Regions from separate parts of the Mus musculus genome. Here all the other regions are linked to region 3. A link is a contact called in public HiCAR-type and HiChIP or PLAC-seq data. All regions are on one chromosome and are shown on one strand. The core of a region is the stretch at or near the end of the contact, and the rest is flanking DNA. Distances in the headings are between cores, read along the strand shown.

Region 1 (4,695 bases), core at 999-3,498, 400 kb after region 3:
AAGTTTGAATGAGTCAAGCAAGAAACATGAGTGGAGAAACAGACGGATTCCAGGCCTATTGACCCGAGATAAATGGCCCAAGGTTGATTTGTATAGCAGAAAGGTTCTACTTACTACCCGTGTTGTTTTGTGGGATACAAAATCAGACCAGAGGACTCATTGTACTAGCTTCATAACACACACAGTCCCAAGACATATAAAGGTGGCATGGGGTTAATAATTTTTATCATTAGCACTTATATTTCTGAAAAGATTGAACTCAGTGATGTGCCTTTTACTTGTAGTCTTATACACTGTATAAGAGGACCTCAGAGGACGGGAGGTTGGGGCACATATCTAGGATACCTTCTCTCCAACGAGAAGACTCAAACAGCTAGGGCTGCCACAAAGGAGGCTTGGGTCTCTGTCTCTCCACACAGCCCCACAACAGGGTATCTTTTTTTGTTGTTTTTTTTTTTGTTTGTTTTTGGTTTTTGGTTTTTTTTTGGGGGGGGAATGGGGGTCGAGACAGGGTTTCTCTGTGTATCCCTGGCTGTCCTGGAACTCACTTTGTAGAGCAGGCTGGCCTTGAACTCAGAAATCGGCCTGCCTCTGCCTCCCGAGTGCTGGGATGAAAGGCGTGCGCCAGCACACCTGGCTTCACAGCAGGGTATCCTGAGAACAGCTGGTATTCTCACATGACTCCCAAGGCTCCTGAGATGAGTGTCCCCAGAGAGGAAACACAGTAGAGGCCATATTACTTTGATAATCTAACCTGGAAAATCACATGCTACCCACACACACACACACACACACCTTTTTTTTAACTTTACTTACGTTTTATAAGTGATTTGTGGTGGGGGAAATGGAGAGGAGAGCCTGAATTGTATCTCTAGAGCACATTTTTAAAAAGTCGGGTATGGTCACTTGTGTTTGTAATTCCAACACTAGGAGGAAAAGCCTAGGAAAAGACAGGAGGCTTGCTGCAGCTCATTGGTAGTCAGTGTGAGCTGTAATCTGGAAATTCCAGGGCAGTGAGAAAGAGAGACTCTGTTTCAAAAACCAAGGTAGACAGACAGGTGCCTGAGAACAAACTCCAGAGGTTACGTTCTGGGCTCCATATGCTGCACAGGCAAATACAAGCACATCTCCCAACCCAACACACACACACACAGAGAGAGAGAGAGAGAGAGAGAGAGAGAGAGAGAGGGAGAGGGAGAGGGAGAGGGAGAGGGAGAGGGAGAGGGACAGGGACAGGGACAGGGACAGGGACAGGGACAGGGACAGGGACAGGGAGAGGGACAGGGACAGGGACAGGGAGAGGGAGAGGGAGAGGGACAGGGACAGGGACAGGGAGAGGGAGAGGGAGAGGGACAGGGACAGGGACAGGGACAGGGACAGGGAGAGGGAGAGGGAGAGGGACAGGGACAGGGACAGGGACAGGGAGAGGGAGAGGGAGAGGGAGAGGGAGAGGGAGAGGGAGAGGGAGAGGGAGAGGGAGAGGGAGAGGGAGAGGGAGAGGGAGAGGGAGAGGGAGAGGGAGAGGGAGAGAGTACATACACGGTTGTATGTATACACTCATACTCAGGTTGAATCATGAAAACCAATTCATAATGAAGGGGAGAAGAAATAGAATCTGATTTTGGGGGGGCAGGTGTTGCTCTAAAGAACCTGGAAGCATGGTATAAAACCATTACAATTCTGTTCAGACTACTAATCAATAAGTTCTATCAGAATCACAGTGAGGTCTCAGACACGGCTTAGCCCCACCAGAATGCCTCCCCAAGCCTGCTCTGTCAACAGCTTCCTTTGACTAACCCAGATGCCAGCCACCCTTAGGATGATCTGTGGTGACCTGTGAAGTAACATGGCTGACCGGTGGCACCAGGGTGATGCTCTCTAACACCAAAGGGCTGTGGCCAGCCAGAGATTCCCATAATGGCTCACATTCTGGTCAAAGAATCGCAGCCACCTTTAACCAAAAACCCCACTATAAGCTGCTCAGAAGGAACTGCCGTTGGGCGGGTGGTATCCCAGCTACTGACCTTGGGCCAGTGCTGCTGAGGTGGGTTTGCTTGTTGCTTGAGACACTTTCAAACCCCAGCATCTCAGTTTCATTTTGAACCTGACAGATAAAAGGCCGACTTTGACAGAGAATATTAACTTTCTGGCTCTTGCCCAAGAAAGCTGAACAGATGAGGAAATAATATAAAATAAAAGGCGTCTGCAAACACTGATTGTCGGCTGCTTTCCATAAAATACGCCCACTGGTATGTGTAACACTCTGAGGTTTTCTTTTCTCAGCCCCCTCCTTCTTTGCTCCTGGTGTTGAAGGAACTGCCTTTGCTTATTTAGGGAGAAAGATAGACAGAAGAAGTAGAAGAAAGGGTACACGTGCTAAAAACAGCTCCCTTCCCCATTGCAGGAAGTGCCAGGCAGGTGTACTCTCAGGGGAAAGGAAAGCGACTGGTTCCAGAGGAGAAGAGAAGGCTCTGCCCCCGTGGCTGCTAGGAGCCTACAGCTGACAGTGAGGGAAGGTCCCTTTTAGCAGGATCCATGGCAGCCACTCAAGTATTAACTATGGCTGTCCCTGTAGGGCAGAGGAGAGCAAGCAGGCTGGAAGGATACTGGGGGTAGCAACTGCTGAAGGGAAAATGTTTGGGGCTGGGCTCGCCCATGTCAATTAGTAATTAAGACAATGCTCTACAGGCTTAAGCACATACCTGTCTGGTTGGGGCGTTTTCTCAATTGGGATTCTTTCTTCCCAAATGTCTCTAGCTTGTGTCAAGTTGCCATAAACACTAGCCAGGGCAGGAGATCAGAACATCAACATGTGAACTCAGAAGAGGATACAACTGAGCTCATTTCAACTCTAGCCCCCAAATACATATTTATTAGAAATAGGTGCAAGCCACCAGTTGCGTTAAGACCAGTATCCTAGACTCAGGACATCTGCTGATGAGTACCTCATGTAACCACATGAGGCTTCTTGCCTTGGTCTGCCATTGTGCCTGGCTGCTTTTGTTGATTTCGTTCAGTTCCTGGTCAATGGAAGGGCAAAACTTATAGGCAATAAGTAGAGCAGGCAATGTATTACATTGGCCGTTATGACCTTCCTGTATGACCACCATGCTGACTAGGCATCATAAGGGAAAGCCTATGGACATTTCCCATACATGTCAGGACAACAGCCAAAAGCTGAAGTTGTGCTACCAGCTCTGGGAGAACATAGTCACAGTTCTCCACTTTCACTTTTCGACGGATCAAGAAAAGGAGACCTGACCATTAGTGATATGAAACCATATTGCGTGGGTGAGTCTATCGGAGTCTGCTCCTCTCTGTTGGCTGAACCCAGAAGGCCAGGGATTCTAAATGGCCAGTGGGGGAGAGTTACCTCCTTCCCAGACTTCACAACAAAAGAGCTGAAGAGCCCATGGAGCACCAATGCCAAGCAGGAGCAGTGCTCACTCCTTGAAACCTCATCAAAAATCAGTTGCCTGTGCTACTAAGTTTATTTCTAGGTGCTTTCCCCATTGGTCTGTCTCTATATTCCTTTGCTTTCTGTAGAGAGAATATCTTGTATATTGTATGGATGCATGACCTGTCAATTAAAAACCTATGGCCTATAGGAAATGAGGTGTGGGACATCTGGGAGGCAGAAAGAATCCAGGGGTGGAGCCAGACGATGGGGAGATTCACCTGCAAAGATGTAAGGAGACAGATGCATGGTACTTAAGCACAGGTAACCAGGCAGGTGGCAGAATGTAAGTAAAGATAAATGGAATATTTCAAGTTATATCCAGTCAGAAAAGAGTCTAGCTATATGGCTAAAGTATTTGTAAATATATTTTGAATCTGAGTCTAATTTCTTAGAGCATGGGGCCAAAATGTAGAACCAGACCTAACATTTACAGCTTTCCATCTCTGAAGCTACAGAGTTAAATCTTTTTTTTTTTTTCCTGAGACAGGGTTTCTCTGTGTAGCATTGGCTTTTTTTTTTTTTTTTTTTTTTTTTTTTTGGAACTCACTCTGTAGACAAGGCTGGCCTCAAATTCAGAGATCCACCTGACTCCTTAGTGCTAGGATTAAAGGTGTGTGCCACTACTATCCAACACATCTTCTTGGAAAAAATAAAAAGCAAAACAATTTTAATTTCTTCTTTGACAATTTCACACACATGCACCCAAATACACAAAAATTGTCTCCACTCCTTTATTTTCCTTCTACTGCCTCACGCATGCGTCATCTCAGTAAGGCCTTCCCCTCCTACATTCATGTCTATTGTTATTATTATTATCATTATTTGTAACCTATTGAGTTTAATTAGAGCTGCCTGCATGCGCATGTTATGAGGTTATTTATTGGATCATGGCAAGTGTACCAGTGGCCACACCACTGAGGAAAAATGACACCCTCTCTCCAGGAGTCATTAACTGCCTATAACCCCTCATCTAGGGATAGGGCCTCCCAGCTACAGAGTAAGTCTTAAAAATCAAGTAATGTGTTTTACTTATTCTTTATTATTTTTCACATGTGTTTTAGCTCTTCTGATGCTTTTGCCTTTCCATATAAATTGTAGAAACCACTTGTCGACATGCACATAAATCCTCCTGGCTTCTTGATTGGTTACCACGTTACACCTATAAATCATTTTGGCAAGAGTTTATTGTGTTGAACTGCAACAATCCATGACCATGGTGTCTTAGCTGAGGTTTT
Region 2 (4,001 bases), core at 5-2,504, 440 kb after region 3:
GCATCTGCTGCAGGTGTGCAGGCAGCCCACTGCAGACTATTCAATAGGTCACTCCTTTCACAGAGAAACTCTCACTCTGCTGTTCACTATAGAGCAGTTATAGGGAAAGCTTCTCATGTGGAGTGAAATGCGTTCAATGGTGGGCTTTCAGTAGCCTCCCCTGAAAGGTGGTGGGATTTCAGCTGAGCACATGTAGGTCAGGACGTCTCCATTAGACAAATGGTGGTCCCCTGCAGTTGAAACTCCAGCTACTATATATATATATATTATATCACAGTCTGTTTTGAATGATGCACAACAGAATACCTACCATTGTAAAGCAGTTTTATTAGCTGTCTGTACCCTAAAAGGTCATCAGATGTGGGATAAGAGGTCAGGTTTCATATCACAGCAGGACCTACAGGATTTGGGTCCTCGTCTTCAATGTATTTCAAATATTCAGTGCCTACCTCTCTTCCACTTATTTCTCTTAAAATCTTTGAATTATAAATGTTTGCCTCTGTCTCCTCATACCCAGAGACAGACAGATAGATAAACAAATAGACAGACAAGAGGAGAGGCAAGAGAGAAGAGGGAGAGATGAAGAGAGGAGAGAAGAACAGAATGAGAGAGAGAGAGAGAGGAAAAGGGAGGAATAGAAGAGAAAAGGGAGGAGAAAGGGAGAGAGATAATGAGAGAAAGAGAAAGGAGAGAAAGAGAAAAGAGAATGAGAAAGAGAAAGAGTGGTGAAGAAGAAACTTAAGGGTTCTTTAGAAAGCCAGTTAGATGGTGTTTTTGTGGGGCAAAAACATGAAGAAAGTGGACACAGGTGAAAGACTAAGGCAAACCTGTTTTGCTGAGACAGACCCAGGAGAGAGGATGTTCTGCTAAAGCAAGCCCGTGAAAGGACATGTAAGGAAGGATTCGTTGCTAATAGCACACATGTATTGGTCCACCTTACATGGGGTAGTTGAGCTGCATTTGTTGGGACTCCATAGAAAAACACACCAAAAACCATCTGGTGGTGTGCTGGCATTCTTGCCGCTTTTGCAGACTGATTGGCAGAGTGATGTCAGCTGAGACAGATGAAGGTGCTGAGGCAAGACCTGTGGAGGTCATGTGACATTTGGAGAAAGTATAAAAAGGACTCGATGGACAGTGGCAGAGGCTGAGCTAGGCTTAATTATAGAGTTAGCTGTGCAAGGCTTGTAGGTCTCACATCTGTGCTTCGCTGAGAGATACACAGCCAAGAACTTCTCCTGGTGTCCCTCCAGGTCCTTCCTGCTGCTGACTTGTGCCAAGGCTGAAGCCTGGCTGTTCCTGCTAGGTCATGCCACCAGTGATGCTAACCAGACAACACAGATGTTGAGTTGTTCCAAAGAACCTTTCTAAACAGGTCCACTCCCCCCACGTATCCTTTCCTTTCCACTACCTCTGGTGGACGGTGGGCTACAAGGGAGGTTAAAGCATTTAAGAACCATAATTAAAAATAGACATTTGAAAAAATTTAAGTTACAGAGGGGAAAGCAAGAGAGAGGGAGAGAGAGAACCTGCCTTTGTCAGGGCAATTCCTTTTTTGATGTCTGTTATTTGGCAATGAAAAGAAAAACCCAAAGGGGAGAGAAAATCCAAATATCAGTATATAACTTCTAATCTTTTTTTTTCATCGCCACTCCTATCCTTTTTCCACATCTACTCGTGTATATTTTGAGAAGACAAAATTGGGCCTTTTCTGTAGCAACCTTGTTTACTTGAAAATACAAAGGGACCATTTTCCAACAAGTGTTTTCTTCAGCTGCACCCCCGTTGTCCTTCACCAAGGCAACCCTGCAGCACACAGAGTATGAAGCCTTGGGAGCCAAAAGGGGGAAGGAAGGCAGCTTACTTGTGCAATTCTTGTGGGTTCTTCTATAAAACTTTTGGCCTGCAGTTTACAGATCCCTAAAACCTTTCGTGCTTTGTTAAATAGTCCTTGGCTAGCCATCAGACTGAGCATGCCCAACAGAGATTGTATTATTTTACAGTTTGAGCTCATTCTCATTGGTCATCTGGAACCAACACAAAAGCCTACTTTGTTCTACTTCTTTCTCAAGCAGACTAGAGCAGATTGAGGACTCTAAATAGAAAGAAAACATTTTAGAGTGGCTCACAAGGGCAATAGAAAGGAAGGAAGGAAGGAAAGAAAGAAAGAAAGAAAGAAAGAAAGAAAGAAAGAAAGAAAGAAAGAAAGAAAGAGAGAGAGAGGGTGGGGGAGGGAGAGAGGGAGGGAGGGATGAGGGAGGGAGGGAGGGAGGGAGAGAGAGAGAGAGAGAGAGAGAGAGAGAGAGAGAGAGAGAGAGAGAATAAGAAAAGAAAAAGAAAAAAGCCTTTTCCATTTTTCTCTCCAAGCTCCCATAAGCATCCAGTGTTTCAGGTTTGAGTCCCAGGGGAGTAAGCACATACGTAACTAGGGCAAAGACAAGATTTGGCATCTTTCTATGTGTCTGCACTGTGGCAAGAGGCTGAGGGCAGCTACTGTTGGCACAGGAGAAATGGAGAGAACTTAGAGCCTACGGGGCAAGGAGTAGATAGCCTCACAACAACAATGCAATGCAGCTCTTTTGGGAGGCACACAAGTACCTTCTCCTGCTGTAATCTGTAAGACAGGTGGTGAAGCATTTTAGATCAAGGGCTGGGATGGTTCTTGTCTTAGTCAGGGTTTCTATTCCTGCACAAACATCATGACCAAGAAGCACTTGAGGAGGAAAGGGTGTATTCGGCTTACACTTCCATACTGCTGTTCATCACCAAGGAAGTCAGGACTGGAACTCAAGCAGGCCAGGAAGCAGGAGCCGATGCAGAGGCCATGGAGGGATATTCTTTACTGGCTTGCTTCCCCTGTCTTGCTCACCCTGCTCTCTTAGAACCGAGACTACCAGCCCAGAGATGGTCCCACCCACAAGGAGCCTTTCCCCCTTGATCACTAACTGAGAAAATGCCTTACAGTTGGATCTCATGGAGGCATTTCCTCAACTGAAGCTCCTTTCTCTGTGATAACTCCATCTGTGTCAAGTTGACACAAAACTAGCCAGTACAGTTCTATATTTACATTCCCAGCCCCTCTCACTGATTATGGAATGAATGGATGAACGATTATCTGATTTCTATAAACCACGAAGTTTTCCAGAAGCAACAGGTCATTTCGACCTACAATGACCCAAATGCTCAAGGTGGATTTGATATCTACCCCAGTCACAGATTGAGCTTAACACTTACCTGGAAAACAGGCATAACCAGATACGTCCCTTCATTTCCCAAGTCTAGTCTGCCACAGCCATTCAGAAAAGAGCTTTAGATTACACTTTGCTTGCTTGTCTACATCTCTATCAACTTTAGCCAAGACCATCATCCCTGTTAGATGTCCTACCAGTGGCATCTAAGCAATCTAAGATCCTCACTTCCACCAACTGCCTTGTTTTACTAAATCCCCAGGTGTAATGCTGCTGAAAAAAAAAAAAAAGATTCCAGGGACACATTTTAAAATCTCAAACCAAAGACTTCTATTAAAATTAGTATTCAGTGTTCCTGCATCAGTTTCTGCCATATCTGAACATTAAAGGCTTGCAGTGCTTCCTGGTGGAAAACATCACCATAGTTTGAATGTAATGTCCTTAGCCTGGTTGAAGGCTACATTGTCACACCTAGCTGCTACCTGACTGCCATGTTCTCTATGTTGAACCTCTTTAAACTTCTCTCTCTCTTCTCTGAATACTCCTGAGACATTTCTCAGCAACATGCTTTTCCATGTTTGGATCTTCCTTTTTTTTTTTTTTTCAAGGTTCAATTTTGAAGATTTTAGAGCATCTCCTTCAAGTGTTATTTTCTCCATGTGTTCTCTGAAGATGTTTTTCTTCTCTGTTCCCATAGTAGATTGTGGGTTTCTTGGGGGCAGGGAATATGACACTCCATTCTGTACTTAGCCCAGATCTTAGTATCAGGTAATCAGTAAGTATTGGTAAAGTAAATAAGTGAATCACAAAATA
Region 3 (4,000 bases), core at 363-2,862:
ATTGAACCCTAATAGAACCCTTTGCCATAGCCCAAGAAGAAGTTCCTTTTTATTGCTAAAGCAACACTGGAAATTTTTCTCTCATGGGAGACACTCCATTTTGTTGACAAACAGAGGGTGGAAAAGTTTTCAAATCTGGGCATAAGAAGAGAAAGGCTGAGGTTATTGTTATGTGTCAGGTTTACACAATGCATGTTTCCCATCTACATTCTTCTTTCCACTGATCTCCTTAGCTCCACGGGGCAGATAACAAACATTATTTCATGTTTAAAAGAACATGGGACACTGAATCAGAAGGATGAGTAGCTGTCGTTCCAAATCAAGCTGGCTGGCTGGCTGGGACTGTGTCTCCATACATACATACATACATACATACATACATACATACATACATACATAAGAAAGCATTGGAAGCATGGGTTATGATCTAGAACCAGTAAACCAGAGGGAGATGGAGATTTGCCAGTCTGGGTTCTAGAGTTACCAATGACTTTTCTGTCTGTTATCAGCTCTTGTTCCCTTCAAAATTGAAAAGAGACATGATTTTCGGTAGACAGTACCAGTCCTTCAAGAAAAAACAAACAAACAAACAAACCCACATGCATAAGTGTCTCTCCTTGTTTGGGGCGCTTTTTTGTCTTGCAGGGGAATGCCATACTAAAACTTCCCCCCGAAGACTTTAGTGGGAAGAAATTTAAAATTAGAAGCCTGAGTCATCTTATCTGGAGGAATGGAAGAGCTGACTGGAGGTTGAGGGATGTGGCAAAGGAAATGAGATGGGAAATGAGTATGGGCTCAGGGCTGGGAACCTGAAAGAGGAGTTTCAAGTGTAAAACTTGAAAGGTAGATCCAGGGCTATGGTACACAGCTTAGGCTTATTAAGTAACCCTTGCTTAAGAACTATCTTTTGAAAGGAGCACTTGACACACACTCCAGAAAGTTATTGGGTATACTCCCATTTTTTTTCTTTAAATGATAAGATATACCCAACACCAGTCCTAACTTCTGCCACCTTCTCCTAGTCTTTTTGATAGCCAAAAGGGCCACAAGGCCCAAGTTCACACTCCATTGCCATGCTCTTATCTCTTGGTGGGGGACACAAAACTATAGATCAGATGACCAGGGTGCTCTTCATACCTGGCAGCAGTAGTAGGAAAGACCCCGCCAGGAGGGAAGCAAATGCCTCAGTGTTCCCATCCCCCTGCAGCTGACCACGACCTGGGCCGTGGAGGGAGCACCCCATGTCCACGTGCATCCGGCATGTCCTGCTAACTCTTCTTACATAAGATTCCCAAGTATGGAGTCAGGGCAGCTGTGAATCCCTCTTACCCGACGTCTAATAATAAATCGAGGCTAAATTTCCGGACTGCAGTCACTCTAGGTTCAGGATTGAGGGGCTCTTTTGCAACCCGGACACACAAGCATTCCGGTCATCCCACCCGGAGAGTGCGCGCCAAGCCCGCCCAGCCCGCGCGCGCCAGTCCGCCCTCTGGTTTGGACGGCGGCTCCTTGGGCTCAGTGCCTCGCCCTCCCTCCCCCAAACAGCTTGTTCTGGGTTTGGTGCTGGGGTGCGGCCGCTCCATCCTCCCAGCCCTACCCTGCCTTGCCCTGCTGGGCCGCCCTGCCTTAGCCCGGGTATCAGGCGAGAGGCGGAGCCACCCGGCGTGCCCCGCCCCCGCGGTAGAAAGGGTTGGGCGAGTGTTACTCGCGGTCAGGGCTGGGACCTTTTATCTGTGCTGCTGGAGGAGGTAGGAGGAGGAGACATCAGGGGTGGTCCTGGGCGCCTGGGACACCTTTCCCGGACTATAAATTGAGCACCTGGAATGGGCAGGGGGCCGGAGCAACCACAGTCGCCCTTACTCACAGTCCGATCAGTGACCGCAGCAGCGCCCTTGGGCAGCCACCGTCCGCAACGCAAGCACTGAGAACCAGGGGATTTCGCAGTGCAAGAGGTGGGTGTCCCCGCCCTTTGGCAGCCCGGGCTAATATGGTTGCTTTCGCTTAGGTTTTAGAAGGGAGAAACCAGAGAGTCCGGGATGGGGGAGATTTTTTTCTCCTTTTTTTTCAAAGGTCTTCTGCTAGTATTGGAGGAGGTGATACCGGCTGGTCCCAAGGAACCACCCTTGTGCCTTCTCTGGCCAGCCTTGGTCAGGGTGGGAGCATCGCGCGGACCGGATGCCGGGCATCCTAACCGGGTGGGTAATTTGTTCTTTTCGTCTCTGTCTCCCAAGCAGAAAAAGGCTAGACCCAGCCACCCACCGTCAATCCTGAGCCAAAGATAAGAGCAGCCGGGCCTCACGAAGGGCTGAGCTGAGAAAGAAGCAAGTTAGAGAGGGCGGAGAAGGATCTGGGAATCCCGTCACACCGGCTTCAAGCAGGCTCCCGGCATCAGCCTCTGAGAGCGCTTGAAGGCGGCATCGCCAGCGGTCTATCTCCGTGTACCAGCGTCCCTGTGTTTCCGCGCCCGCTCGGCCACCATGATGCAAATCTGCGACACATATAACCAGAAGCACTCGCTCTTTAACGCCATGAATCGCTTCATTGGCGCGGTGAACAACATGGACCAGACGGTGATGGTGCCCAGTCTGCTGCGCGACGTACCCCTGTCCGAGCCGGAGATAGACGAGGTCAGCGTGGAGGTAGGCGGCAGTGGCGGCTGCCTGGAGGAGCGCACGACCCCGGCCCCAAGCCCGGGCAGCGCCAATGAAAGCTTTTTCGCGCCCTCCCGGGACATGTACAGCCACTACGTGCTGCTCAAGTCCATCCGCAATGATATCGAGTGGGGAGTCCTGCACCAGCCTTCGTCTCCGCCGGCCGGGAGCGAGGAGAGCACCTGGAAGCCCAAGGACATCCTGGTGGGCCTGAGTCACTTGGAGAGCGCGGATGCGGGCGAGGAAGATCTGGAGCAGCAGTTCCACTACCACCTGCGCGGGCTGCACACCGTGCTCTCCAAACTCACCCGAAAAGCCAACATCCTCACCAATAGATACAAGCAGGAGATCGGCTTCAGTAATTGGGGCCACTGAGGCGGGGGCTGTCCCCGCTGCCCAGCACCCTCTCTCGGGTCGGCTCTACCACCCCTCTCTTTCCTCCAAGCTATTTTCTTCCTGGTTGTGGGGCGCGAAGGGCACACTGTAAAGTTGGGCTGTGTACTTGGTGGGGTTAGTGTGGAGAAGAGGGCCTCATCGCGAGAGCAGAGGAAAGTAGTCGCCAGAGAGGGGGGTTCAAAGACCCCCGGAGGGGGCCTACTCTGTGTTGGTGGGAATGGAACTGGGCCGATGTCCTTCATTCAGCCTGTGCCTTTCTTGGGGTTTCTTTTCTGTTTTTCTTTCCGGAAGAGAAGGGCCTGAGAAAGGGCCATGCCAGGGCACAGTGCTGGGTTGCCACACATGGGAGGGCAGCTTCTAGCCGGGTGCTTGGGGGAGGCGGGGCTCAGCCTCCTGCTGCCCTGCCTTGAGCTGCCAGAGGAGGCCTTGGCGTTGCTAGGATTGCGTCAGTTTTCCTGTTTGCACTATTTCTTTTTGTAACAGTGACCCTGTCTTAAGTCTTTCAGATCTCTTTGCTTTGAAACTTCGTCGATTCCATTGTGATAAGCGCACAAACAGCACTGTTGGTAACCGGTACTACTTTATTAATGATTTTCTGTTACACTGTACAGTAGTCCTGTGGCACCCTATCCCTTTCACGCCACCCCTCCCCCGCCCGTGTGTGTAAACTGGCGATGTGCCAGCTAGGATGAAGCTTGCCACTCGGCTAGCGAAAATAATTAACATTATTATGAGAAAGTGGATTTATCTAAAGTGGAACCAGCTGACATTATATCTGTATCGTATGGAGAATGATGAAGGGCTCCACTGTTGTTATATGTCTTGTTTATTTAAAACTTTTTTTAATCCAGATGTAGACTATATTCTAAAAAATAAAAACGCAGATGTGTTAACAAAACTGGACAAGTGTGTGTTGCTCTTTAATCCACCAATGAGTGGCCAAATCATTAAAA

Evidence for each region. HiCAR-type assays count read pairs that join an accessible place to other places. HiChIP or PLAC-seq counts read pairs in DNA pulled down with a chosen protein or histone mark.
Region 1: a contact with region 3 is called in an H3K4me3 HiChIP or PLAC-seq map of intestinal crypt epithelium, with 8 times the contacts expected there. The contact joins the enhancer-like site here to the promoter of Mid1ip1 in region 3. A contact is called at or near these places in 5 of 39 promoter capture datasets (the 3T3-L1 cell line, cranial neural crest, neutrophils and 1 more) and 9 of 115 datasets of contacts at active chromatin or transcription factors (the SCID.adh cell line, astrocytes, bone marrow-derived macrophages and 6 more).
Region 2: a contact with region 3 is called in a HiCAR-type map of astrocytes, with 4 times the contacts expected there. The contact joins the enhancer-like site here to the promoter of Mid1ip1 in region 3. A contact is called at or near these places in 5 of 39 promoter capture datasets (the 3T3-L1 cell line, 3T3-L1-derived adipocytes, hippocampal neurons and 1 more), 1 of 484 Hi-C or Micro-C datasets (the HL-1 cell line) and 5 of 115 datasets of contacts at active chromatin or transcription factors (astrocytes, kidney, large pre-B cells and 1 more).

What each region holds. Positions count from the first base shown.
Region 1 is chrX:11,111,848-11,116,542 of GRCm38.p6, forward strand. No RefSeq gene overlaps it. Among named protein-coding and RNA genes, the nearest start is that of Gm39494, 120 kb to the left of the region's middle. Within about 2 kb of position 2,249, at least 3 of the 459 cell types and tissues checked have an H3K27ac peak or open chromatin away from gene starts, as enhancers often do. A contact at or near this core is called in intestinal crypt epithelium, where this site is marked.
Region 2 is chrX:11,156,732-11,160,732 of GRCm38.p6, forward strand. No RefSeq gene overlaps it. Among named protein-coding and RNA genes, the nearest start is that of H2al1a, 140 kb to the right of the region's middle. Within about 2 kb of position 1,255, at least 17 of the 459 cell types and tissues checked have an H3K27ac peak or open chromatin away from gene starts, as enhancers often do. A contact at or near this core is called in astrocytes and stem cell-derived neural progenitor cells, where this site is marked.
Region 3 is chrX:10,715,753-10,719,752 of GRCm38.p6, forward strand. Mid1ip1 (Mid1 interacting protein 1 (gastrulation specific G12-like (zebrafish))) reads left to right here and starts at 1,613. Exons shown (of 2, transcript NM_026524.4): 1 at 1,613-1,952; 2 at 2,235-3,950. The coding sequence starts at 2,478. The coding sequence ends at 3,026.